3 separate regions of the Anser cygnoides genome follow, and all the other regions are linked to region 3. A link is a contact called in public Hi-C data. All regions are on one chromosome and are shown on one strand. Each heading gives the region's core, a stretch centred on a gene start, on an enhancer-like site or on the middle of the called end of the contact. The rest is flanking DNA. Distances are from core to core; before and after follow the strand shown.

The links. Hi-C and Micro-C count contacts between places; a contact is called where the count stands out from the background.
Region 1: a Hi-C map of liver shows a contact between it and region 3, with 1.8 times the contacts expected there. The contact joins the promoter of UBE2J1 here to the promoter of LOC125180298 in region 3. A contact is called at or near these places in 2 of 7 Hi-C or Micro-C datasets (both in liver).
Region 2: a contact with region 3 is called in a Hi-C map of granulosa cells, with 2.4 times the contacts expected there. The contact joins the promoter of RRAGD here to the promoter of LOC125180298 in region 3. A contact is called at or near these places in 3 of 7 Hi-C or Micro-C datasets (granulosa cells and liver).

Annotation. Positions count from the first base shown.
Region 1 is chr3:83,162,146-83,165,876 of Taihu_goose_T2T_genome, reverse strand. UBE2J1 (ubiquitin conjugating enzyme E2 J1) reads right to left here and starts at 1,441. Exons shown (of 8, transcript XM_048049478.2): 1 at 1,265-1,441. The coding sequence starts at 1,295.
Region 2 is chr3:83,133,927-83,137,666 of Taihu_goose_T2T_genome, reverse strand. RRAGD (Ras related GTP binding D) reads right to left here and starts at 2,412. Exons shown (of 7, transcript XM_048049477.2): 1 at 2,140-2,412. The coding sequence starts at 2,305.
Region 3 is chr3:83,318,497-83,321,878 of Taihu_goose_T2T_genome, reverse strand. LOC125180298 (BLOC-1-related complex subunit 6-like) reads right to left here and starts at 1,594. Exons shown (of 3, transcript XM_048049491.2): 1 at 1,526-1,594; 2 at 1,195-1,524; 3 at 1-1,193. The coding sequence starts at 1,594. The coding sequence ends at 402. PNRC1 (proline rich nuclear receptor coactivator 1) reads left to right here and starts at 1,677. Exons shown (of 2, transcript XM_048049497.2): 1 at 1,677-2,087; 2 at 2,620-3,060. The coding sequence starts at 1,677. The coding sequence ends at 3,060.

The sequences.
Region 1 (3,731 bases), core at 192-2,691, 160 kb after region 3:
TTAGTTAAAGCCACCTTAAGGTTAGAGCAGTCTACATTTCTATCTTCAGCCTTCAGATGAACGGCAATTGTAAAAATAGATATTACAATGCACATTTAACCATAACAAATCTGTAAAACAAACAGAAGTATTAAATAACTGCATACGCATATCTAGCTGGTTAGCAAAAAGAAGTGGTAGGCTAAGGGGAATGGCTATATACAACCAAGTCAACTCATTTTAAAGGCTAACAACAGTTGAAGAAACAAGATTTATTTTGAATCTTTTTGGTATTGAATACCTTTTTCCTATATTTCTAATGAAAAACTTCAACATATTAAGTGAATATTGAAGTGAGTTATCAAACAAGCTTTGTACAGACTTTGTATAGACCTTCACCATCCATATGCCGCGGAGCACGTTTGACTTGGGGAAGCGGTATCGACCCACTGTATGAATCATTTGCCTGTCCCAAGTGAAGTTTGTCTGCCATAGAGCTGCGCAGGTGGCGAAAATCGATTTCAGCAAAGGGAATTTTCACTTGAAAACAAGAGGAGCTCGTAACAGCAGAGGGGAAAAACACCTCCAAGCGAAACCACAAATATTTGCCCTCTTCACCCAGCTCCCACGGGCACATCACAGAGGTTATCGCCACCGTTCCCAGTGACGTGGCAAACCACAACTGGTGAGCATGTTTGTGTGGCCTTGTCAGTTCACACCGCCAACACGTCCAGCATACGGGAGGGAAGAGAAAACTGTGCCTTCCTGGTGTGTTGTTGTATAAATCCAAGGCGCGCACCGCTCGCTCCGTGCTCCCCATCGCTCAGTTATGCAACCTGGGCGTGAGGAGGAGGAGGAGGAGGAGGAGGGAGGGGGCAGAAGACACAATTTAGCAACAGGTCCATCACCCAGGAGCAATGTTGTGTCAACAAGCCTGCCATTTGCATCGGTCAAGCCCAAGTCACCGCGGCGCTGAGTCCCTCCCCGCCTCCCACCACGGCGGCAGGGCTCCGGGACAAAGCCGCCATCCCCGGGGCTGGCAGCACCTGCTGCCCGACAGCGGGCAGGGGGAGCAAGGGCAGAGCCCGGCCCCAAGGCACCGGGCTGCGGGGCCGAGCCGAGCCGAGCCGGGCTGGGGAGAGGAGAGGAGGCGGCTGCGGCTCGGCCCCAATAACAGCGGCGGGTGCCGGCGGGGAGCGACCCGCACCGAGCCCCGCTTCCCCCCAAGCCCTTCGGCCGCCGGGCGATCCCCGCTGCGCCGCCCCGGCCCTGCCCGCGGCCTTACCGGGGTTCTTGAGGTTGTAGCGGCCCTCCATGGCGGCGGGCGCCGCGGCTCCGGCAGCGGGGGACGAGCGACGAGGAGGAGGAGGAGGAAGAAGGCCGGGCCCGGCCCGCCTCGCCCCGGGAAACTCCCCTGACGTGGCAGCGGCGGCGGCGGCCCTGCCGTGGCCGCGGAGGGAGGCACCTGCCTCGGCGGCGCCGCCCCCGGGGCCCCGCTGCCCGCCCCCGGGCTGCGGCCATACCGCTTGTTTTGTTTTGTTTTGTTTTCCTCTGGAAGGAAGGGAGATGGAGAGCGCATCCCTGAGGTGGCACAGGGGGCGCCCATCTTGTTGCAGGGCTTCGAGCAGCTGAAGTCAGAGGGCGAGGCAGCTAGTGACAGGGCTGGGGGGAATGGCCACAAGGTGCACCAGGGGAGGTTCAGGTTGGAAATGAGGAGACATTTCTTCTCAGAAGGAGCAGTCAGGCACTGGGACGGGTTGCCCAGGGAGGTGGTGGAGTCACCGTCCCTGGGGGTGTTCAAGGAAAGGCTGGACGTGGTGCTTAGGGACATGGTTCAGTGGGTGACATCGGTGGTAGGGGGGTGGTTGGACCAGAGGATCTTGGAGGTCTTTTCCAACCTTAATCATTCTGTAACTCTAAGGAGCCCAAGGACCTCATAACAAGAGCAGAGCGGTTTGAACACTTCTTCCAGCCCTCACCAATGCCTCATCCAAAAAGTTTAATGACCTGGTAAGACTTAGTACCACCATGTTTGTTTGCTTTCAGGATCACGCAAGTCTAAAATAGTGTCACGCACTAATCAGTTTAGACAAGAATTACTAGCAAAAGCGTGGCTTGATGGGCAGATCCCCTTTTCCATGTCACACTGCCAGAGGAATTTTTGTTTGCATCTACAATTTTGGTTTCTCTGCTGCCTGGTAACAGCCACAATCCACTTGGGATAGCACTTGTAACAACTTATAGCTAAGGAAATGCATACCAAATTAAAGAGTTCATGTTCTCAGCAGTCTCAGTTTCACTTTAATTCACTGCAAACTGGAAGAAACATGTCTGAGCTTTTACATGCTTGTCTTCAACAACATGAGTTTGACACCCTTGTTTCTAGTTCAGAAATTCTCCTTAATTTTGTCTAGGTTACTTTTATATCCCTTTCTTCCTAATCATCCACATAAAACTTAAGTTTTGGTGTGTTTTGATGTCTTAGTTCTCTTTTCCCATTTCCTTCTTCAATTGAACAGCAACAAAAAACAGTTGTAAACCAAAAAAAGTTGCATACAGATAATGCAGAGAATAATATACAGTTGCATACCTCCTCATGTTCTCAGCATTACAAAATAAGGTGTTACACTTCCCTTTCCTGTTCCATTGTGTAGTGGCCTTGTGGTAAGAGCAACAAATAAATAAAGCAACCTGACTCCATCTTACTGAGTAAGTGCATTTTCAAAAGGGAAATGTGATCTTCCTTTTTACAGGGCAGAACTCTACAAATAACGAGTAATTACATGTAGCAGAAAGGAAGGAACGGCTTTGGGATTCCCTTGTACTCCAAAAGCACCCCATGGGATATTTAATGGCCAACAAGTCACAGTGACATCTCAGCTTTTCTCATTAACAATGGCTGATACAACTGCTTGAGACAGTGAGCTGAATGACCTGGATGTCACGTTTATGAACCATTTTGGTCATTTCTAGCTGTTACGTCCCATCTTTCCTTACTTGTCCGAACCACCTTGCTGTACAGTGGGAGGGCTCTGGGACTCTCTGGGACTAAATCTTGCCTTGCCCCAAAGCAGCAGTAGTATTTTGCACTCAAAAATCTAGAATTCTGTGTAAAAAGAATTTGGGATCTACTTTGATAGGAGGTATTTCAAATAATGGCATGATAATGTGAATAATTACATCAGTCAAGGAGTGATATTTACTGTGAACTAGAGCAATAGAGAATTCAGCTTTCTCTCCTGGGCTGTGGTTTTGAACCTGGCAGCGATGTAATTTTATATATTTCGAAGAGGAAGCACCTGTAGCTAACATGAAACAGGGTTTTTTAGCTAAAAATAGGAATACAGTCACTGTAACTACATAGCAGCTAAACACTATTGAAAATAAGCTGAATAGACATAAATGTGAAGTAACAGAAATTCACGGACAGGATGTCTATGTTTTTTCCATTTAATTAAGCGACATCACGGCCTGTTCTGGCACTGGGTAATCACGTGAAATCACACAGAGCCAGCAGCAGGAGACTGCTTTTATTTCCAGACGTATTACACAGCTAGCAGTCTGGGCTACAGACAATGAATGCTGCCAGGTGCCGCAGTTTTGAAATCACTGATACCTGCAAGGCGGTGTTGTAACTCAGTGCACGGACAGAAATCTGGGGCTTAGTTCCCCAGCTGCTTGTGACAGACTAGGAGCAAGCAGTGCACAGCTCTGGCACAGTCAGTGTTGCCTAAACAAAGAGTCAGCTTCCC
Region 2 (3,740 bases), core at 1,163-3,662, 190 kb after region 3:
CCATCTCATTAGATGAAACATTTCCTGCTTCATTCACTTTTGCACAGAATAAAATGTCATAAAATGGCAGTTTCTAACACTTACCAACAGCCCTTCACATTTCAACTTTTCTAAGCTGCCATAAAGAACAGAAGTCATGCTGGTTAGAGGCCAGAGCCTTTGAAGTATTCACAAATTAATTTTAACAAACCCCAAAGCACTTTCCCAACACAAAAGAACTGCAGTTACAGAAATTTGGTCAGGAATTGAGTGATGTCCTTGCTTACAGAGTGTAATTTGTGTGCATTGCAACACTCAGAAGAGCCCAGCTCTGAAAAACTGAGAGCTGCACGTAGCAGTCCCGACCTGTTTCACCATGACACAGAGTGTAAGTAATCCAACATCTCCTTCACATTATTCAAGACGTTCATTGATTTTTTTGGAAACCTGTCCCAAATTTCATATCAATTTCAATTACTTTTCAGAAGCCTGTGACTACCAGTGCTTCATAGCTGTGTGTGAAGGGGATGCCGTGGTGGAAGGTGTACTGTTAGATCTCACCAGTACCAACACTCTAGTTCTCAGCTCATCTGCTCAACCTATGCCAAACCAGAAGAAAAGTTTTTGCTCATTTTATCATCACAAGGTAATAAGCCTGAGTATAATTTCAACTCGTAGAGCTAATAATGATTTATGGTTGTGTTTTTTTTTCCCCCCACTAATGCAATTATGTTATTCTGAAGTTTTCACCCTTTCTGTATAGAGGAGAATGACCAGTCCCATACTTTCCACTCACTTACCTACAAGGCACGTTCACCTCATGGTATTTCCAGTGCTACTGTCTGCAGCTATGATGCTTACAGCACTTCAGCATACTGTTGAGACAGCAGCCTTACAAGATACATACACTGAACATCTTCAACACTAAGGATGGCCTGAGCCTAAGGAGTTAACAGAAAAAGCTTGTATGCAATCAACCAAGCTGTACAGCTACTGTGGGTTTATGGACATTGCAGAAATGCCTGGTGGAAGGAAATTCTTGCAGCCAAAGAAAAACTCAGAACCACAAGACCTGGCTCTACCCTGCCACAAGTGTGGCACTCAGCAAGGATATGACTTAAAGCTACTTCCTCAGACACTCCGCAAAGGTTTCCTTGCTTGCAAATATGTTTTAGTGGAGCATATCAAAAGGATGACTGGGCTTTACGTGAACCAAGCGCTTTAAGGTCTTTGAATACAACCCCATGTGTAAACTCAAAAGATGAAGCAGTCATTTCAGCTCGGGTCAGAGACAAGAAACCAGCACAAGGTGAGAGATGACCAGCACAAAGCTCTGAAATATCCAGCGTGCCCACAAGCACAAATTACATTTTTACTTTCAGGTCTGGCTTCTCCCTTCACTTTCAACAGCCACAGCATGGAAGCTGTCCTCCTTGCATTGCCCTTTCCATTACTCCTCTGAAAAGCCAGAGAAACGCTAAACTGTGAGGCTGTGACACTGAATTTGGGACTGTTCACTGTACAGACCTGGGAAGGGGTAGGATAGAAACTGGGAAAAGGAAAGCCCTGCAGCCTGGTGTTAGGCACAAAAAACCCTGATCCAAATCCCACGCTGCTCTTTTTTTTTCTTCTTTCTCCAGACTTTGGAGCTAAACAGAAGGCCAGGGGATCTGAAGGGTTAAAATAAGCCTTGTCTTAATCCTGGACGAGAAAGGTCCCTGCATGGACCGTCTTCTCCTGCTAGTCAGGATGCAAAGGGTTGTTTCCGTTAAGTATAATATTAATAGCGTTACTATGGAGAACCAACGCAATTTTTTAGCGATTTCATGAAGTTCCCGTGGAAAAATATCCAGTCAAACTCCTCCGGGCACAGCGCAGGGCTCACCTCCCTGCAGACAACGCCGCTAGCTCGGCAGCGGCCTCAGGGCAAGGGGGGGGGGGGGGCTTCCCCTCGGCGCTGCCCTGCCCTGCCCTGCCCCGGGAGCTCCTCCGGGAAGGGCCTGGCAGGGCTCAGCCGGCAGCCGGCGGCCCCGTGCCCGCCGAGTGACACCCGCAGCTGCGGGGCCGGCCGCTGCCTTTTATAGCCCGGTGCCCGGCCCGCCGCCAGGCCGCGGCCCGGCTCGGCTCGGCTCGGCCCGGCCCGGTCCCCGCCGCACTCACACGCCTCATCGCCGCCGCTCTCCGCGTCGCCGTCCGAGAAGGAGCCGGCCCCGTCGGCGTAGCCGGCCAAGCCCGCGATCTCCTCCTCCTCCTCCTCTTCCTCCTCGTCCCCCTCCTCCTCTTCCTCCTCCTCCTCCTCCGGCAGCTTCCTCGGCGCCTGGCTCATGCCGGCCGCGCTCCCGCCGCTCCCCCTCTGCCTGCGGGCGGCCTCGGGGCGGGGGGACCCAGGTGCGGCGCCGCCGCCGCCGCTCCCCTCCCGTCCCCTGCCGGCCCCCGCCCGCCGCTGGGCGGAGCGCGGCCCGACCCGCGTCACCTGACGGGCACGGCGGCGGCGCGGGCACGCGGCACTCGCGAACGCGCACGCGCGGCCCCGCCGCCGAGTCGCGCCTGAGTGGGAGGGCGGGCGCCGGTGGGTGGTGAGGCTCCTGGTCGTTACGGTCGGAAGAGACGTCCAACGTCCTCTGGTCCAACCACCCCCCTACCACCACTATCACCCACTGAACCATGTCCCTAAGCACCACGTCCAGCCTTTCCTTGAACACCCCCCGGGACGGTGACTCCACCACCTCCCTGGGCAACCCGTCCCAGTGCCTGACTGCTCCTTCTGAGAAGAAATGTCTCCTCATTTCCAACCTGAACCTCCCCTGGCGCAACTTGAGGCCATTCCCTCTAGTCCTGTCACTAGCTATCTGTGAGCAGAGGCCAACCCCCAGCTCCCCACAATTTCCTTTCAGGTACTTGTAGAGAGCAATGAGGTCTCCCCTGAGCCTCCTCTTCCCCAGACTAAACAACCCCAGTGCCCTCAGCCGCTCCTCACAGGACTTGTGCTCCAGGCCCTTCACCAGCTTCGTAGCCCTGCTCTGGACTCGCTCGAGCACCTCGATATCCTTCTTGTAGTGAGGGGCCCAAAGCTGAACACAGCACTCGAGGTGCGGCCTCACCAGAGCAGAGTACAGGTGGACGATCACCTCCCTGCTCCTGCTGGCTGCACTATTCCTGATACAAGCCAGGATGCCGTTGGCCTTCTTGGCTACCTGGGCACACTGCTGGCTCGTGTTCAAGCATGTTACACAGGACCACTAAGAGAAGCTGTAGTAATAAAAACTCTACAGGAGGATGGAATTTTGCAGCACCCAGCGGGCTGAGCTGCACTCATCTGCCTGCCGTGGATCTGCATGCTCATCTGCATGCCTTGGACCAACGCTGCAGGTGGACCACAGCGCGCTGCCCACGGCGAGGCTTCTTCTGGGGGGCTCCTGGTGATGCTCCTGCTGTCTCACACCACCTTGGGCACTGGAGCCGTCCCCCCGTGGTGGTAGGACTGGAGCAAGTAGCACTGGGAGCTGAGCTTGCTGTGCTCCAGCCCACATTCTTCTGTTTCTATCCTCTGAGTGCCCCTTTGTGGTGCTGTTATCAGGAGGCTTTCCAGGCTGCCCTAATCCACTTGAGATAATGGAGGAGCACTTTTTTCTGTAGGGGAAGGAGAGGAGAAATCCCTTTTTATGCCATGTCATGCCAAATTACCCATATGCAAATGTGTTGAAATGCCTTTCTTTCTCCTCAACTCATCCACCAGCTTAGAAGTTTTGCTTGAACGGATT
Region 3 (3,382 bases), core at 345-2,844:
AAGAAAGCGTTCACAACAACTTCAGGTTTGGTCAAAAATAAATACTGACAGCTGCTTCTGATTCAGGTTGGTTAGTTTTCCCTAGCCCTCAATAAACAGCAAGCGTAAGGCATGTGGAATCCAAATTCTTTAATGGAGCTTAAGCTACGGAGCGCTGCGGGCGGTTCACCACGCCGTTTACACCGAGACCCTTTTCCTTCACTGGTTGCCAAGCTTCCTCCAGGCCAAGGCTGTGGCTGGCCGTGAGGGCAGGCCAGGCCCGGGCAGGGGGCCCGAAGGCACCACGTATGAAACCGGGGGGCTGAGACCGGCTCCGGGGCCAGCTTTGAGAGGCCACGGGCAGGCGGCCTGACCCGCTCAGTCGCACCCACCGTGCTGTAGCGGGTGCCACGGGTGCGGCGCTACTTGCAGAGCCCCTCGAGGCGCTCCAGGGTGCCCTTCATGTCTCGGATGCGCTTGGCCAGGGCGGGCACGGGCTGCATGGCGCGGTCCAGCTCCTCGCAGCGGGCCACCAGCGCGTACATGGCGCGGATGCTGAGGTCGGCCGCCTCGCCCAGGCTCTCCACGCCGTCGCGGTAGGTCTGGATGCAGCCGACGCTGAGCGCCGTCAGGGCCTGCAGCCCGCAGTGCACGGCCCGCAGCAGCTCGTCCACCTGCGCCGCCACCTGCCCGGCCAGGGCCACCACGTCCTGCAGCGCCCCGGGGTCGATGGCGGGGATGGAGCTGGCCCCGGCCCCGGCTCCCGGCCCAGGGCCCGGCCCCGGCTGCTCGCCCCGCGGGGCGCCGCTCAGGCGGATCCGCCGCTCCAGGTTGTTGGCCACGAACTGCGTGAGCCGCCCCTCGCGCAGCACCGTCCCCTCCAGCTCCAGGGCGCTCGCCAGCGTCGCCCGGCGGCCCTCCGGGGGGGGCTGCGGCCGCCCCGCCGCCGCCGCTGCTGCCGCCGCTCCGGTGCCGCCAGCGGCCAGGCTCAGCGCCTCCAGGCTCCGCTCGTCCCGCTCCGCTCCCTCCTCGGCCGGGGCCGGGGCCGGGGCCGGGGCCGGGGCCGGGCTCCCCGGTGCCCCCTCACCGCCCGGGGCCGGCGGCTCCATGGCGCTCCCCGCGTGCCTAGCCGGGAGCGCGCCACCGCCCCCCCGCGGGCGCGCCGCCGCCGCCTGTTTATGTCGCCTCCGATTGGCTCCGGGGCCTTCGGGGGCGTGGCCGCCGGGCGTTCTCTTGCCCCGCCATTGGCCGGCGGAGCTGGCGAGGGGAGCGGCTGGCCCCGCCCCTTCGCCTCGCACTGCGGGCTCGGGACTCGGAGACTGGGGAGTGCCCCTTGTTTGTGTCCGCGCGGATTGGGCGGCCTGCGGAAGCGGGCGGGGCCGCGACTGTTTGTGTCGCTTCCGATTGGCCGAGGCGGGGCCTGAGCGGCGGCCGGCTCGCGGGGATTGGCTATGCCCGCCGGAGAGGCGTGCCGCTCGCGGCGTTCCAGCGCGGCGATTGGCCGGAGGGCGGAAGGGGGCGTGGCCCGGCGGTGTAACAACACAGGGGCGCTGCTGGCTGCTCCCCTCACTCCCCCGCCATGTTCTCCTAGCAGCAGCCCCGACCGCGCCACCATCTCAGCCCGCAAAGCCCCGGCAGCCGGTCCCCGGCCCCCCGACCCCTCTCCCCTCCACAGCTCCGGGTCCCCGCGTCCCACCATGGTCACCACCACGGCGCCGCCGCCCTTCCTGGCTCGCATCTCGTCGGGCGCCGAAGACCCCCGGCGGCTGCCCTCCGGCCTCCTGCAGCGCCTCAGGCGAGGGGACAGCAACTGTGAGAACCAGCCCGGCTGCTGCCTGGCCGCCGCGGGGGGCGGCGCGCGGCCCGCGCTCAAGAGGGTGAGGCGGAGGAAGGGCAAGATCCGGCCGGGCCCCGCGGGGCTCCTGCCGAGCCGTTACCAGCAGTACCAGCAGCACCGCGCCGGCCTGGGCAGGAGGACGCCGCTGGCCGCCTACGGCCCGGGGGAGCTGCGCGCTCCCCCAGCTCCCGGCATGGTTACAACCCCCCAGGAGGAGCCCCCCGCGGCCGCCCCTTCGAGAGCCGCGCCCGGCAGACCCCTGAGGAAGGAGGTAGGGAAGGCGCTCGGGCACTTCTCGGTACTTTTCTCCCCCTTTCCCCGGTGTTGGGAGAGGCGGGGGGGGGGGGGGGGGGGGGCCGCTTGTTCCCGGCCGGAGCGCGGGGTAGGGGGGGAGCTGCTCGCCCCCCTCCCTCCGCCCTGCGTGTGAGGGGCGGCGGCGGCGGAGTTTCCGTTACGTCTGTTGGGGGGGGGGGGGGGGGGCGAAACTGCCGCCGGTGATTGGCCGCCGCCGTCCACCAATGGGCGGCCGCCGCTGCGCCCAGCAACAGCCGGATTTAGCCTGCTGGCCGCGCGCCAGCCGCCCCTGCGCGCGCAGGGCGGGACGTGCGCGGGGCGCAGCGCCCCATGGCGGCCGGCCGGGGGGCGAGGGGGGGGGGCTGTGAGGGGATCGGGGGGGGGGGGGGGGACGCCGTGATGGCGGCGGGGTCTGGCCCTAGAGGCAGCGTAGGGGCTGACAGAACCGTCAAGGAGGCTCCTCTCGAGGAGAGGGTTTGCCCGTTGACGTGAGGTCTTTGTCTGCGCAGGTCCTGAAGAACAAGATGGGAAAGTCTGAGAAGGCTGCCGCCCCCCACAGCCAGCCTGTGCACGGTTTCCATCTGTGTGAGCAACCAAAGATTAACAGGCAGAAGGGCAAATGTAACGTGCCGCTGACCAAGATCACCTCTGCGAGAAAGATAGAGAACTTTTGGCAAGATTCTGTACCGACAGAAATAATTCCGAAGCAGGAGAAAAAGCCACTTAAAAACACAGAGAACTTCAGAAATGCCAAGTCCAAGAAACCTGTCACCCTCACAGAAGCGAACCAAAAAGAAAATTACGCTGGGGCAAAATTTAGCGACCCGCCGTCACCTAGTGTCCTTCCGAAGCCTCCCAGCCACTGGGTGGGTGGCACAGCTGAACTTTCCGACCAAAACAGGGAGTTGATGGCAGTCCATTTGAAAACTCTCCTAAAAGTTCAAGCGTAGTTTCCAAGATCTCTGAAGAGCTGCAAAGATCCAGGAAACTTACACATGCCTTGTTGCAAAGAAAAAAAAAAATTACAAAAAAAAAAAATTGCAAAAGACCGTCAAGTCTTGTAACCACATACAAAAATCCTTGTATTATATTTTTTATGGTTGTGTAAATAGTGTACATCATGTATTATGTGTATATTCTTGTTCATACTTTGAGAGGTACATTTTAGTTTTGTTATGAAAGGATGTATTTTGCACTGCCTGAATGGTAGATGTCTTGTATATAAAACATGGACAATTTTAAGTGTGTGCTTGACACATGAAGACTTGACTT